4 separate regions of the Mus musculus genome follow, and regions 1, 2 and 4 are each linked to region 3. A link is a contact called in public Micro-C and promoter capture Hi-C data. All regions are on one chromosome and are shown on one strand. Each heading gives the region's core, a stretch centred on a gene start, on an enhancer-like site or on the middle of the called end of the contact. The rest is flanking DNA. Distances are from core to core; before and after follow the strand shown. Region 1 holds the start of Tmem158 (transmembrane protein 158). Region 2 holds the start of Slc6a20a (solute carrier family 6 (neurotransmitter transporter), member 20A). Region 3 holds the start of Limd1 (LIM domains containing 1). Region 4 has its middle 16 kb from the start of Tmem158.

Region 1 (3,164 bases), core at 623-3,122, 220 kb before region 3:
CATCGGAACCATTCTGAAAGCGATTTCACCTGTCTCAGCCAGGAAGACAGATGGCGCCCCTCTTTTCAGGAATTTCTTCATGATTCATTTGCGTCTTGGATCCCTCTCCCAAAAGCAAATAAAGGAAACATACACATTTCTGGAGGAAAATGTCTGTATTAAAAGCCAGAAAACCACATTAATACAAGAAGAAACGCCCACCAGGCCATGTCACTGAATAGATCGACTTGGAAAAGATTCATAAAGTTCTTTTGTAAGCAATTACAATAAATCCGTGTCAAATCTTCCCTCGTCCCCCCCTTTAAAAAAACAAACAAGAAGCTTCAAATACAACTACATTCAGATACAAAGAGCTCCTGTTACCACAGCTTTAGCAGTTGAATCTTTTTGTTTTGTATTTTTTTTTACTAAAACTTTCATTTAAAACAGTTATTAAATATATAAAACAAATACACAGGATCTGGTCACTTTCTGCCATAAATAAAGGGCATGTGGGCGCAGGGAGGGGGTGCCGCAGGGGAAAGAGCCGGTTTCCCTTGTGTCCTCGAGCCACGCGTGGATCCCACCCTTCAGCCCGAGAGCTTGCCCCTGCTCTTCCGAACCAGAACCTCAGCACAAACCCCACTTTCCCACCTCATTTGTGCCTCTCTGCGGTCCCCTCCCGGGAAAAGGATGAACAATAAGGACAGCACGAAGCGCACCTGCCCCGTCTCCGGTGAGGAAGGCGCGTGCGAGCGCTTACACAGCGCGGACGCGGGGCGGAGGGGGTCACTTAGGAGCCACCCCCGAGGTGACAGCCGCGGCAGCAGCAGCAGCAGCTGCAGCAGCGGCGGCGGCAGCGGCGGTAGTCCCCGCGGGTACGGCTGCAGGAGCGGCCGCGGGGGCGCCGGCGGTGGTCCGGCGCTGCTCCATGCCGTTGGGCAGGAAGCCGGCAATGATGGGCACCGGCCAGATGAGGGCGGCCACGCTCCACACCACGATGACCAGGGTCATGAAGCAGGCCACCAGCGTAGACTCGATGGGCTTGCGGTTCAGCCGCCAGCCCGGCTCGCCCTGCAGCTCCTCCAGGCTGAAGTCCAGGCAGCAGAAGTGACGAGGCTCGCCCTGCAGCCACAGCGGCCCCGGCTCGGCCGCCGGGTAGGCAGGCAGCGCGGTGGGAGCCCCGGCGGGAGCCCGCAGGCGGCCGCGCACCCAGCCGCAGCCCACGCACAGGCGCAGGTCTTGCTGCGCGCCGCCCGCCGCCAGCCCCAGATGCTCGATGAGCAGTGGTGGCCCGACGCGGTGGAAGGCGGCGGCGAAGAAGGCGCGGCCGTGCGCGTTGGTAGAGAAGAGCAGCAGGTCGCACTGCAAGCCCCGCGGGCGGCCCCAGCGCACGAGCAGCGAGCTCAGCATCTGTCGTTGCACGCTGATGTTGCAGGGCGCCGCCGGAGCCTCCTCTGGGCCCGCGCGCTCTGGGGGCGCCGATGCCGCCGATGCCAGCAGACGCGGGGTGGAGTGTTCGTTGGTGAAGGACGCATTGGCCGAGGCGTTTGGGGGCGTCCCTGCAAGGCCGGGCGCATCCGTGGCCCCGCCGTGCGCCGGCGGCAGCTGGCAGGCGGCGGCCAGTAGCGCGGCGAGAAGGGGCAGCATGGCCTGTGGCGAGCGCCTACGCGCGCGGGGCAGGCGGCGGCTGCATGGCGCGCAGGCGACCGTCCGGTGAGGGAACCGCGGGGCCTGGAAGGCCGAGGCGGAACTCTGCCAGTGTATTGGGACGACACCGGCTCACGGGCCGCGATGGCCTCTTCAGACTCCGCTCGTCGAGGTTCCGCTGCCCCCAGAGCTGGGGCCCTTGGACGGCCAGGAGGCTCTGCTGGCTCGCGGCGAAACGAGAGAGGATTCCCCTGCTCGGCTCCGCCTTCCGCGCGCCCCGCCCCCGGCTCACCGGGTGCGGGGAATTGGGAGGGCGGGGCTCCACTCGCAGGGGCGGGAACTGAAGACCTGAGCGACAGGGCGGTGCGTGGAGGCGGAGCGAGGGGACCCCCGAGGGCGGGAAGCCCAGAGCGAGTCCCGGAGCCCAGACAGTCCCTCTGTCACGCCCCCAGGAGAGCTAATCAGTACCTCCTTTCTGCTTAGGAGAAACTAAGAAGGGAGAAAGTCTCCGGGCTACCTCAGGAGCCAGAGACAGGACTCTTGTACCTTTCTGCTGAGTTCAGAAATTCAGATCTGGAGTCTGGCTGGTTTTAATGTGTCTTCACCACAATAGATACATATGGGTTTTTTTGTTGTTGTTGTTGTTTTGTTTTTTGTTTTGTTTTTGTTTCGTTGTTTTGTTTTACAGGAAGAGAACTCATAAAAAAATCCTCAAAATTCTGAAGTTTTGGTGTTGGTTGGGGCAATGGGAATGCAAATCCCACAGGTCGGATGCTTGAGGACACCTGCAGTCTAGTGTGCACATAGACACAAAAAATTTGTATGTTAGAGTCCATGAATATCAGTCTTCCGGGATGTATATTGTGGAGAGGTGGAGTTGTCAAGAGTAATTTAATAGGATACAATTTATATTAAGAAGCCTACCTGAGTCCTGAGCTTGATGGTACAAGTCTGTAATCCCAAGTGAGAATCCAGAGTCCAAGTTCCTTGGAGAGGCCAGCCTGGGCTACCTGAAAACCTGTCTCAAATAAACAAAATCCAGTACTAAGGTGGTGAGGAGAATTATGAGTTTGAGGACAGCCTGGGCTACACAGAAAGATGCTTTCTGTAAAGAACAAAAAACGTTCTTGGGAAGAAGAGGCAGCTCAGTTGGAAGGGTGCTTTCCTAGTGTCCTAGCAAGCCCAGGGTTCAATCCCCATCACAAAAAGGAGCAAACTGCACTTCCCTTGTTTTCTGGCCTCACACTTGGAAACTAATGTCAACTGACCCCTAAAATGGCTTGAAACAGTTGTGCTCTGTAAATCTAAGAGTGACCCTCCCTCTAAGCCAGCTAAGCTTTCCCAAGGGCCTGTGAAGGACAGGATGACAGCCATTGCTGGGTACAAAGTGCTAAATATATTTCTCTAAATAGTTCTCTCTCTCTCTTTCATTCTTTCTCCTGCTCTTTCTTTTGAGTCAAGGTTTCACTTCGTAGCTTTAGCTGTCCTGGAACTTATTATGTAGACCAGACCGGCCTCAAACTCTCAGAGATCCA
Region 2 (3,162 bases), core at 597-3,096, 200 kb after region 3:
TGTCCAGCTACACAACTGTACCAAGCCCAAGATTTCCTTTGGTTTCTTCTTCCAATTATCTTGAAGGTCTCCTTGTAGATATTCAACTTCAAAACCATTTAGCCTCCCTTGTACTACCTGAAGCCTGTTCAGGTGATGGTGCCATGATAAACAAGGAATTAAGCAGTCATGTGACAGTGTGGTTTACTCGGCCTGGTGTTGGGAGCTATGGACCCAGGATAAAGAAGGTATTGAGACAGATGTACTGAGCACACAAAGATGTGAAAATCTGCCTCTGACAATTCTTTTTAAAGTCAGTTATGAAACATTAGGAGCATGTGATAGCATATGCCCTCAAATTAAAATAAACCAGAGAATTAAGAATGCACTGTTTCCTTCTTCAAATCTATAGAGTAACCTTTTGTTGAATTGATTTTGATCTGGCTGGAGTGACAGGAGGAGGGAGGGTTAGATTTTCTTAAACAAGTTAAATTCTGTAATACATTAATATTTTTTACTGTCCTGATATCGAGAACTAATGTGCTGATTAGCTTTCTCTCCACCCATACACAAACACATGCTATTAGATCTCTCCTCCCATGTATACACAAACATGCTGTTAGGTAAATAAGAGCCACCCAGAAAACTATTGATAACACTTGAAATTTTTTTTTCATTTTCCTTTTCTCTGAATGGTTTTAAGCACAAGTGCTTAAAAATGTTTTACAGTTTTGAATATGACTTCACCTGCCTCCACTTATCACATGATAACACTATTAAGATAAAATTCTATTAAAACTTTACCTTTATGGCTGCCAAGGATGTTCCACAACTTACTGAACCAATATTTTTTTTTTTTCTGAATGGCTTAGCAAGTTTCTCACATTTTGATCTTATTAAAGGCGGTAGCCATGCTATTTTCTGTCTCTGTTCATATGCTGCGTTTTCCTTTAGATGAGGTTTTAGAAAATGGAATTGAAGAGGGAGGTTTTTATGCTGAGACTTACTTCCTTCATGCCATACTGACCCCAGAACGGTACTTGGACTTCGGAAAGTCCCAGTCCCAGAGTTCTCAGCTCTTTTCCCTGCTTTAGCGGGTGCAGGGTGAGGTGTCTGTCCCACCCTTAACCCCCAGTTTCTCCCCTAGGTCAGAGGAAACATTTATAAAAACAAAACAGCAGAACCAAGAAACTAATTCTCCGGGCACGGAATTATTTGTTTTTCCCTCCTGTGATTCCAAGCCCAAACTAAGTCTTCACATCTACAAACCGATCCTTTTTATTAAGAAAAAGTAAAAGAAATCGCTCACGATCCGTTTGACTGGTGTTTCAACTTGCGGTCGGGAACTTAAATTTCGGAACTGCAAGTTGCACGACAAGTTCCTGATAAACAATTTAGTGTCCTCTTTCACACCTCTGTAGACGGCACCGCACCTTTCCTCCCGGGACAGCAGGTTCCCCGCCGGCGCCGCCCTGCACCTGCTGGAGCCACAGTTCGGACTCGGGACCGCGAGGGTCAATTTCTTAGGGCGACAGTCCCCGCGCCGCGGCGTTCTCGGTTACAGGGGCCACCCGCCCTTGAACTTGAAGCGCGTGGGACCGAACACTTGGCCGAGCTGGGGTGTTCGGGACAGAACGCCACCCCGAGCGGAGGCTCGCGGGCCGGAATGCCACCGCCGCTCGGCGTCCAGGCACCCGGCGGTCCCGCCTGTGCGCACTCACCTCCGCCGTACATCTGGCACAGGTAAGGGAAGCGCCACACGTTGCCCAAACCCACGGCGTAGGAGATGCAGGCGAACACGAACTGCAGCGGATGGCCCCACTGAGGCCGTGCCTTCTCCATGTCCCGAGCTCGCTGCTCCCCGTCAGGGCCTGGTCTCTGGCCGCCGCCGCTCGCCCGCCTTTTAATTGCTAATCTCATTAACGCGCGCGCGGGGCGAGGCCGGTGAGTGGGGAACGGTGAGCCCCACCCTAGCCTCGGCGGGCGGGGAAGGCGCCCCTCCTTGGCCCTGCGTGTGGACTTCAGAGCTCGGGGAAAGGATCATGTTTCCTCAACTTCTTACTGATTAATCGATGACAATACTATATGCCTGGCACTGCTGTGCTGCGGGAAGACACAGCAACCCCACCCCTCCAGGGCTCACATTCAGGTGGCGGGAACATTTAAATACCACGGAGTGACTCGTTCTTAACTTCTTTTGACCCACTGGGGTAATTTCCTTTAATTAATACCACCCAGTTCACCTAAGTCGGTGATGCAGGGGCAATTTAGGTAAAGCAGAGAGAGAGACAAGTCCTAGAGACAGACAGGGATCCAGGACTTCCCAGAGGAGAGATGACTTTTGCACAGAGAGGGTGGGTGTGGAGATTCAGAGGCAGATCACTCTCCTAGCACTTCTGAGACCCTGAGTTTGATCCTAGCACACATGGGAGACTTAAGGGTCTCCAACTACCGGCCCTTGCCTGCACCTGTAGTGTGGGCAGAATCAGGTTTTGAACAGCTGCCTTGAGGCCAATGGGAGTCAGAGATTCTCTTCCCTGGGCCAGGTGGAAACCCAAGAATTCTCATGTTTTTGCCAGTCCAACAAGAAGATATAAATGAACCTAACTCAGTAAAGTTTGGTACAGTGATGCAGGATCTGTTGTTTGCGTCTATATTCCACCACAGACTAAATTCTGTGACTTGGCAAGCCATTTAACATCTTTGACCTTGTTTCATCTGTAATAGAAAAAAAATCTGCCCCAACCTATCCTAGGACTTTTAACCTTAAAACAGTAAAGAAAGCAAAGTCACAACACAGTGGAAGAAACTCTAGATTCTTAAGCTTTAGTATATATATATATACTAAATATATATATTTCCTGCATCCTCCTATGTCTAGTTCCAGTCTTGTTGGTGGACATTTGTGTTGTCCAGTTTGTGGCTACTATGAATAGAACCAAAGTGAACATTCTAATATGGCAGGTAGATGGACTATTAGGAACTTTGGGACTATGTGCGGCATCAAAAAATATCAGTTCACATTCTCATTAATCCCAGCTGCTCTGCATCTTTACTGTCATTCCACAGACTGTTTTTTGTTTTAACAAAGCAAAACAAAAACAAGCATTTATTGGGACCAGGTGCCATGGCATGAGTGGAGGTCAGAGGTCAGAGCAAGTGGTCTTACCATCTTGCTGGCAC
Region 3 (3,206 bases), core at 466-2,965:
TGTAGCTCTGGGTATAGGAGATTCTTTTAAAATAAAAATATTTAATCCTGGGCTGGAGAGATGGCTCAGCAGTAAAGAGCACACACTGTCCTTGCAAAGGATTGGAGTTCAGTTCCCAGTACTTACACAGGGCGCCACACAGCCACCTACGACTTCAGCTCTGGGGTTTCTGATTCTCTCTCTGGCTTAGAAGAACATCTGTCCTCTCTCCTCCCCCACCTCTCTCTTCCCCTTTCACCTACACACACACACACACACACACACACCATATATACACATAATTTGAAACTAAAATAACTTTAAAACCTAGTTTTAGTATAATGCTTTATAGCAGTACTCACTCTTCAAATTTTATTGTGCAAATCGTCTTCCCATCCCACAGATGCCGTAAAACACAAATCTGGGGTTAGTAGTTTGGGGCTGGAGCCTGGAACTCTTCATTTTCAACAAATATCCTGAACCTTCAGAGTCTACAGGACAGTGAACCATTTTTGTGTTTATAGAATATAAGAATATAAGCACTTCCATATATATTATCTTGTTTGTTCCTCGTCACAGTTTAGAGAGATTTGCCAAGACACATATGTTCAACCAAACCCTGCGCATATACAGGTGTAATGAAGTGGATAACTGATTAGCTGTCAACCAAAAAGGGGCATGCAGACAAATAAACAGCTGGAGCTGACCCTCCATACCTAGAGCTCCACATCTGAACAAGGGCAAGATACTCAGGAAAAGAAAAGGTGTTTATGTTAAACACATACAGATTTCATTTTCTTGTCATGATTCCTGAAAGACAACAAAACAAAACCAAACAAAACTGCTGAGAACTATTTGCATAACATTTACATCTATTAGGTAGTATGAGCAGAGACCTGGAAACATTTAAACTAGATGGGAGAAAGCCTGCAGGTCAGTGACTTCAGTATCCCTGGATTTAAATAGTGTTCAAACCAAGCAGGAAACAAAGGGGTTGTGGGTGGGGGTAACTTTACGGGGAGGTGATTTTAGCTGGGAAGGAAAGAAGAGACACCAGAAGCTGATCAGCAGGCTCTCGGCAGGCACTAGGAAGTTCCATCCACCGGGAGTTCAGGCAGGGAAGGTCCCAAATCAGAGGGAGGGTAGGCGGGGCAGTCAGGCCTGTTTGTAGAAGTGAAGGCGGGATTTCAAAATAAGTCCGGAGTAAGCCTTGAGGGTTCAAGTTCAAGAGTGACAGGCCTGGGATTGGTTTTAGATCACGCTGGCGGCTGTGTGGGAAACGTAAACTATCCCCAGTCACCTCATAGGAGCTATGTGTGTTATCTAGAGCCATGGCAACCTGGAGTGGTGAGAACTGCTTGGGGTTCAAGAAACCCAGTAAGGACGACAAGCCTCTCTGGGCACACTTAGGACGTCCAACACAGATGCTCTCATTCGAGGGGACCCGAGGGAAGCCTGGCGCACCCTTGACTCTCCAGCAGCGGCGGGAAACTGAACAGTCCGCGGCAAAAGTACTGCGGGAATTGCAACTCTCTCCCGGTGCCCAGAGAGGGACGCCAAAACTCGGCGTGCGCATCACTGGCCTGCAGGGGGCGCCCCGCCCCGCCCCGCTCCCGCCCCGCCCTCCGAGCCTCCGCCCCGCCCCGCCCCGCCCCGCCCCGCCCTCCGAGCCTCCGCCCCGCCCCGCCCCGCCCCGCCCTCCGAGCCTCCGCCCGCGCCCCTGCGCGGCCCGGGGCGGGCGCAGCCGGCCAGCGAGCTCCCGGGACTGACGACCCGCGCGCTCACTTCCGCGTCCCGCCGCCGGCCGCCGCCATCGGACAATGGGCCGCGCGCCGCGGCTGCAGTGAGCTCTGCTGGATCCGGCCACCGGCCCCAGGCCAGGGGCTGCCCGGTGTGTTTGCAAGTTCGATTGTTCGACGTGGATGTGAGTTTACTTTTTTTCTGTGGACGTTCTCTGTCTTCTTTCGCCTGTTTTGGGTTTTGTGACTTGGAGAAGAGAACTTTTCTAAGCAGGCCGGGCACGGCTGAAGGCTGCTCTGCCCCCACGTGGACGCTCCCCGGGGGAAAAGAAGTCTGAAAGTAAACTTAGCCCCGCTGGCCTGAAGGCCTCAACTCTGGCTGGACTGTGAGTTTTGGAGTCATGACCTTCTTGCTGGGCAGGTGGGAATCTTTATCTGCCTTAGGCTGGACCTGAAACCTCGGCCAGCACCCAAATCTCCCCCACCACATTCACACCTTGAACCAGGGCTAGGCCCCGGACACTGATCTACAACATGGATAAATACGATGATCTGGGCCTTGAGGCCAGTAAGTTCATCGAGGACCTGAACATGTATGAGGCCTCCAAGGATGGGCTCTTCCGGGTGGACAAGGGTGCTGGCAACAACCCAGAATTTGAGGAAACTCGAAGGGTGTTCGCGACCAAGATGGCCAAAATCCACCTCCAGCAGCAGCAACAGCAGCAGCTCCTACAGGAGGAGGCCCTACCTAGGGCAGGCAGAAGCCCGGTCAACGGTGGGAACCGTCAGGGTGCGAGCGGCAAGCTGGCTGCAGATGGGGCCGCTAAGCCTCCTCTGGCTGTGCCAACAGTGGCACCTGGATTAGCTACTACCACTGCGGCCGCGCAGCCCTCGTACCCATCTCAGGAGCAGAGGATCAGGCCATCTGCCCATGGTGCAAGGCCTGGCAGTCAGAACTGTGGTTCCAGGGAGGGGCCTGTGAGTTCCCAGAGACCTGCTTTACACGGCCTGAGTCCCTCCTGTGAAGACCCTTCCTGCCTCACTCACGGAGACTATTATGACAATTTCTCTTTGGCAAGCCCACAGTGGGGTGATAAACCTGAAGGGTGCCCCAGCGTGAGTCTGGGTGTAGGAAGTGGATGGCCTGGTTGCCCAGGGAATGACTCCACATTGCCCAAATCCTGTGGAGACCATCACCCTTACCAGCCACAGCTCTCCACAGTGTGCTCTGGCAGGTCTTTTGAAAGTGGCATCAGTGGCCAGGACGGTGGCATTGGTGGCCATAGCAGCGAGAAGCCAACAGGCCTTTGGTCCACTGCCTCCTCTCAGCGAGTGAACCTCGGTTTTTCTTCCATGGGCTTGGAGAATGGGACCTCCGCTCAACCCAAGGGCACAACTGTTTCAGCACCGATGGTCCCTAGCAGCGCCAGCCAAGGAGCTTGTCCGAAAAGAGATTCAGGTCTGGGATATGAGGCTTCAGGCAGGGTC
Region 4 (2,788 bases), core at 18-2,517, 230 kb before region 3:
GTTTTTGCTTTTGTTTTGTTTCTTCTTGACAGTGTCATACTTTGTAGCTCAGCTTGATCTGGGATTCACTCTGTAGCCAAGGATTACCATAGACTGGTGAGCCTCTTGTCTCCTTCTCCCGAATGTTAGGATTACAGTCACACACCACCATGCTCAGATAGAAACATAGCTTAAAAAGCCCTTAACTCTTAGCTCCTCAAAGATACAGTGCATAGCTTGGGTGGGTATGGGCTGTTGGCTGAGTGATTCCAGTTAGAGGTGTTTCTTGGTGGTTTGAGCAGGGCGAGGTATATAAAAACCACTCTGTAAGCACCCAGCATCTCATTGTCTGCGTGGAACTGTGAGGAGGGTGGGAGAGAATTTGGAAGAGAGAGTTGACGGAGACTAGAGGATGCAGTGGGATCTGTATTTCAGACATGTTAGAGAAGAATTAAAAACTGAAGCTGTTCTTGAGGCCCTGAGCCCAGAACAACTGGCTCAGGGTTAGAAAGCAGTGTGGGGCACTGGATATGAGGCAGAATGACCTCTTTGCCTCTGTGTGAGAACCATGATGGCATATTAGACCTTGCATGCTATAGCAAACCACCCACAAAAACAATTTAAGAGTGAGGGGAGGTGAATTATATCCCAGAATCAGTCCTGTGACCTTCATCCTTGATCTCTGGACTGACTGGTCATCAAACAGCTCTCAGAGCCAGCCCATAATCACCAGCAAGGGGAGATGAATTATAGCCTAGTTTATGATAAAGACAGGCTAAGTCTGTGGGTGAGGTGGAAGATGGTGCCCTGTTGCTGTTTGGGAAATACAACAGCAACTGCCCTTTAAAACATGGAGAAAGCTTTCTTCAGTGGAGAGGTCCTGTTTCTCACTGGGCCTTCCTGTTCTGCTCCACACTCCCTCCATCGATTCTTCTACCTGCTTTAATCCCCAATCTTCCCCACGCCAAGCGCCCCAATCCAGTGTCATCTCCTGATCTCTATTTAATTCATAGAGAAAGACTTCGAGCATTCCTGCAGGGTGCTCACTTCCTAAAAAAGACATGGAACCAAGCTACCAAGCTAACCTTCCAAGTGAGGAGAACATAAAAATCCATCAAAAGCCGACAAAGAAGAGCGGCTGATTAAAACATCTCTGAGTCTTTGAGTTATCAAACACTCTGCGAGAACCTTCATTACACTGGGTGGGCGGACAGGGAGGGCTGAGGGAGAAGCTAGGATATAACCGGAAGATAAATAGACAAAGGATTTTCCCAGTCTGCAGGCACCTAAGGACACTCCCGCGTGGCCGGTGAGTCAGCACCAGTCACCACACTGCTGAGCTCGGGGTAACTATGGGCAACAGCACAGATCCCAAGCTTTTTTTTTTTTTTTTAATCAACAGAAGACTACTGTGGGTAACTTTCTACAAGAAAGAAACGAGGTGGTGAGAGGGTTGGAGGCAGGGCAGCAGGAAGCCCAGCCTTTAAGGTGTGACTGATAGAAAGGAGAAGGATGAAGAGCAGGGATGCTCTGGCCCCTGTGTCTGCCTCCTCTCTATACCAGCAACTTCATCATCTTAAGCACACCGTCCTTGCCTTCTGTTGATAGCTGTTCTTTTTATATGGTACCAGGCACACTGGCATCTCTGTAGATATTTAGTAGCTAAAACTCAGATCCTAGTGTGAATTCTGACCATCACCATACAACAATGTGGCTTTGTGTAGACTTACCTTCTGGAAACTTTGCTTACTTACTGGGACTGTGCCCTGGGGCTATCACACCCCACCCACCTTTGTGTCTTGATATGGATTGGGGCTATCATGCTCTACCCCTGAGTAAGGAAGAGGCTGAGCAGTGTCAGAAAACACTGTGCTTTATCATCTTTCTCTTTCTATTCCCAGATTTCTCCCTGAGCATATATATATATATATATATATATATATATATATATATATATATTCTTTTTGGAATCAGTCTCAAGCTATATTTTTGCCAGGCATGTAAAAAGAAGCTCCCAAGACTGGTGTGGTAGTTTGTGGCTATATTCTTTGTTGGTAGAGGTAGGAGGATCAGAAGTTTAGAGTCATCCTTGGCTACAGAACAAGATACAGGACAGCCTGGACTATATGAGACCTGTTTCCAAAACCTCAAACCCAAGCAGTAAGAAGTGTAAAACATTTAGGAGGAAATTGTGTTTAAATTGAGCATAGATCATATTGCCCAGTAGTTAGACCTTCAGACAACTTGGAAACCACCCACCACTCACCAAATAGCAGAAATAAGCAACTGTGTGTGTGGAGTAGGGGCTGTGCAGCTGACCTACTACCCTGGTATTGTTCTTATTAGATCCAGCATCCTAGACCTACCAGCTGGCCACATGTGATCACAGGGGTCGAAAGGGGTTGTGGATGGGGATTATTGTGAAGTCTGGGCCTACACAACACAAGGCAGCCTCATGACGAGTGTCAAGTGGCCTATACAAGCAGTCTACCCCTCACCTGATCACCTAGCCCTCATCTGTCAGCCCAGCACTCACTCCACAAACAGGTATGTGCTCGCCCAGTGAAACTGGTAGTCTCAGGAGTAAGAGTACCACTCAGAGCTCACCTGGGAGTGTTGGTTTGTATTACCGGGTTGATGAAATATTTCTGGGAATTCTCAGAAGACCTAGGCAAAGATGCAGTCATTTTCCAGGAACACGGACTACATCATGGGTTTCAGGGATAGGTCTAGTTTTCTATGCTTTTCCTGTACTGGTCTAGACTTTGTTGACCTATACATTAATAGAAGCAGAACTTTCAGGAGCAGT

What was found. Promoter capture Hi-C pulls out the DNA fragments that hold promoters and counts their contacts. Hi-C and Micro-C count contacts between places; a contact is called where the count stands out from the background. Capture Hi-C pulls out chosen DNA fragments and counts their contacts.
Region 1: a contact with region 3 is called in a Micro-C map of embryonic stem cells, with 11 times the contacts expected there. The contact joins the promoter of Tmem158 here to the promoter of Limd1 in region 3. A contact is called at or near these places in 16 of 39 promoter capture datasets (the 3T3-L1 cell line, the C10 cell line, the HPC-7 cell line and 12 more), 2 of 15 datasets of contacts at CTCF or cohesin (the NIH/3T3 cell line and embryonic stem cells), 16 of 484 Hi-C or Micro-C datasets (the AML12 cell line, the C2C12 cell line, LSK cells and 9 more), 21 of 115 datasets of contacts at active chromatin or transcription factors (the SCID.adh cell line, bone marrow-derived macrophages, cardiomyocytes and 13 more) and 4 of 9 other capture datasets (adipose tissue, embryonic stem cells, liver and 1 more).
Region 2: a promoter capture Hi-C map of adipose tissue shows a contact between it and region 3. The contact joins the promoter of Slc6a20a here to the promoter of Limd1 in region 3. A contact is called at or near these places in 3 of 39 promoter capture datasets (embryonic stem cells, erythroid cells and hematopoietic stem and progenitor cells), 1 of 484 Hi-C or Micro-C datasets (embryonic stem cells) and 3 of 9 other capture datasets (adipose tissue, liver and pancreatic islet).
Region 4: a promoter capture Hi-C map of neural stem cells shows a contact between it and region 3. The contact joins the enhancer-like site here to the promoter of Limd1 in region 3. A contact is called at or near these places in 5 of 39 promoter capture datasets (the HPC-7 cell line, cranial neural crest, frontonasal cranial neural crest and 2 more), 2 of 15 datasets of contacts at CTCF or cohesin (the NIH/3T3 cell line and embryonic stem cells), 4 of 484 Hi-C or Micro-C datasets (bone marrow-derived macrophages, embryonic stem cells, reprogramming fibroblasts and 1 more), 17 of 115 datasets of contacts at active chromatin or transcription factors (the SCID.adh cell line, bone marrow-derived macrophages, cardiomyocytes and 11 more) and 4 of 9 other capture datasets (adipose tissue, embryonic stem cells, liver and 1 more).

The regions. Positions count from the first base shown.
Region 1 is chr9:123,258,917-123,262,080 of GRCm38.p6, forward strand. Tmem158 (transmembrane protein 158) reads right to left here and starts at 1,873. Exons shown (of 1, transcript NM_001002267.2): 1 at 141-1,873. The coding sequence starts at 1,629. The coding sequence ends at 769.
Region 2 is chr9:123,676,986-123,680,147 of GRCm38.p6, forward strand. Slc6a20a (solute carrier family 6 (neurotransmitter transporter), member 20A) reads right to left here and starts at 1,847. Exons shown (of 11, transcript NM_139142.2): 1 at 1,701-1,847. The coding sequence starts at 1,821.
Region 3 is chr9:123,476,986-123,480,191 of GRCm38.p6, forward strand. Limd1 (LIM domains containing 1) reads left to right here and starts at 1,716. Exons shown (of 8, transcript NM_013860.2): 1 at 1,716-3,206. The coding sequence starts at 2,253.
Region 4 is chr9:123,242,909-123,245,696 of GRCm38.p6, forward strand. No RefSeq gene overlaps it. Among named protein-coding and RNA genes, the nearest start is that of Tmem158, 16 kb to the right of the region's middle. Within about 2 kb of position 1,268, at least 99 of the 459 cell types and tissues checked have an H3K27ac peak or open chromatin away from gene starts, as enhancers often do. A contact at or near this core is called in the NIH/3T3 cell line, bone marrow-derived macrophages, neural stem cells and 1 more, where this site is marked.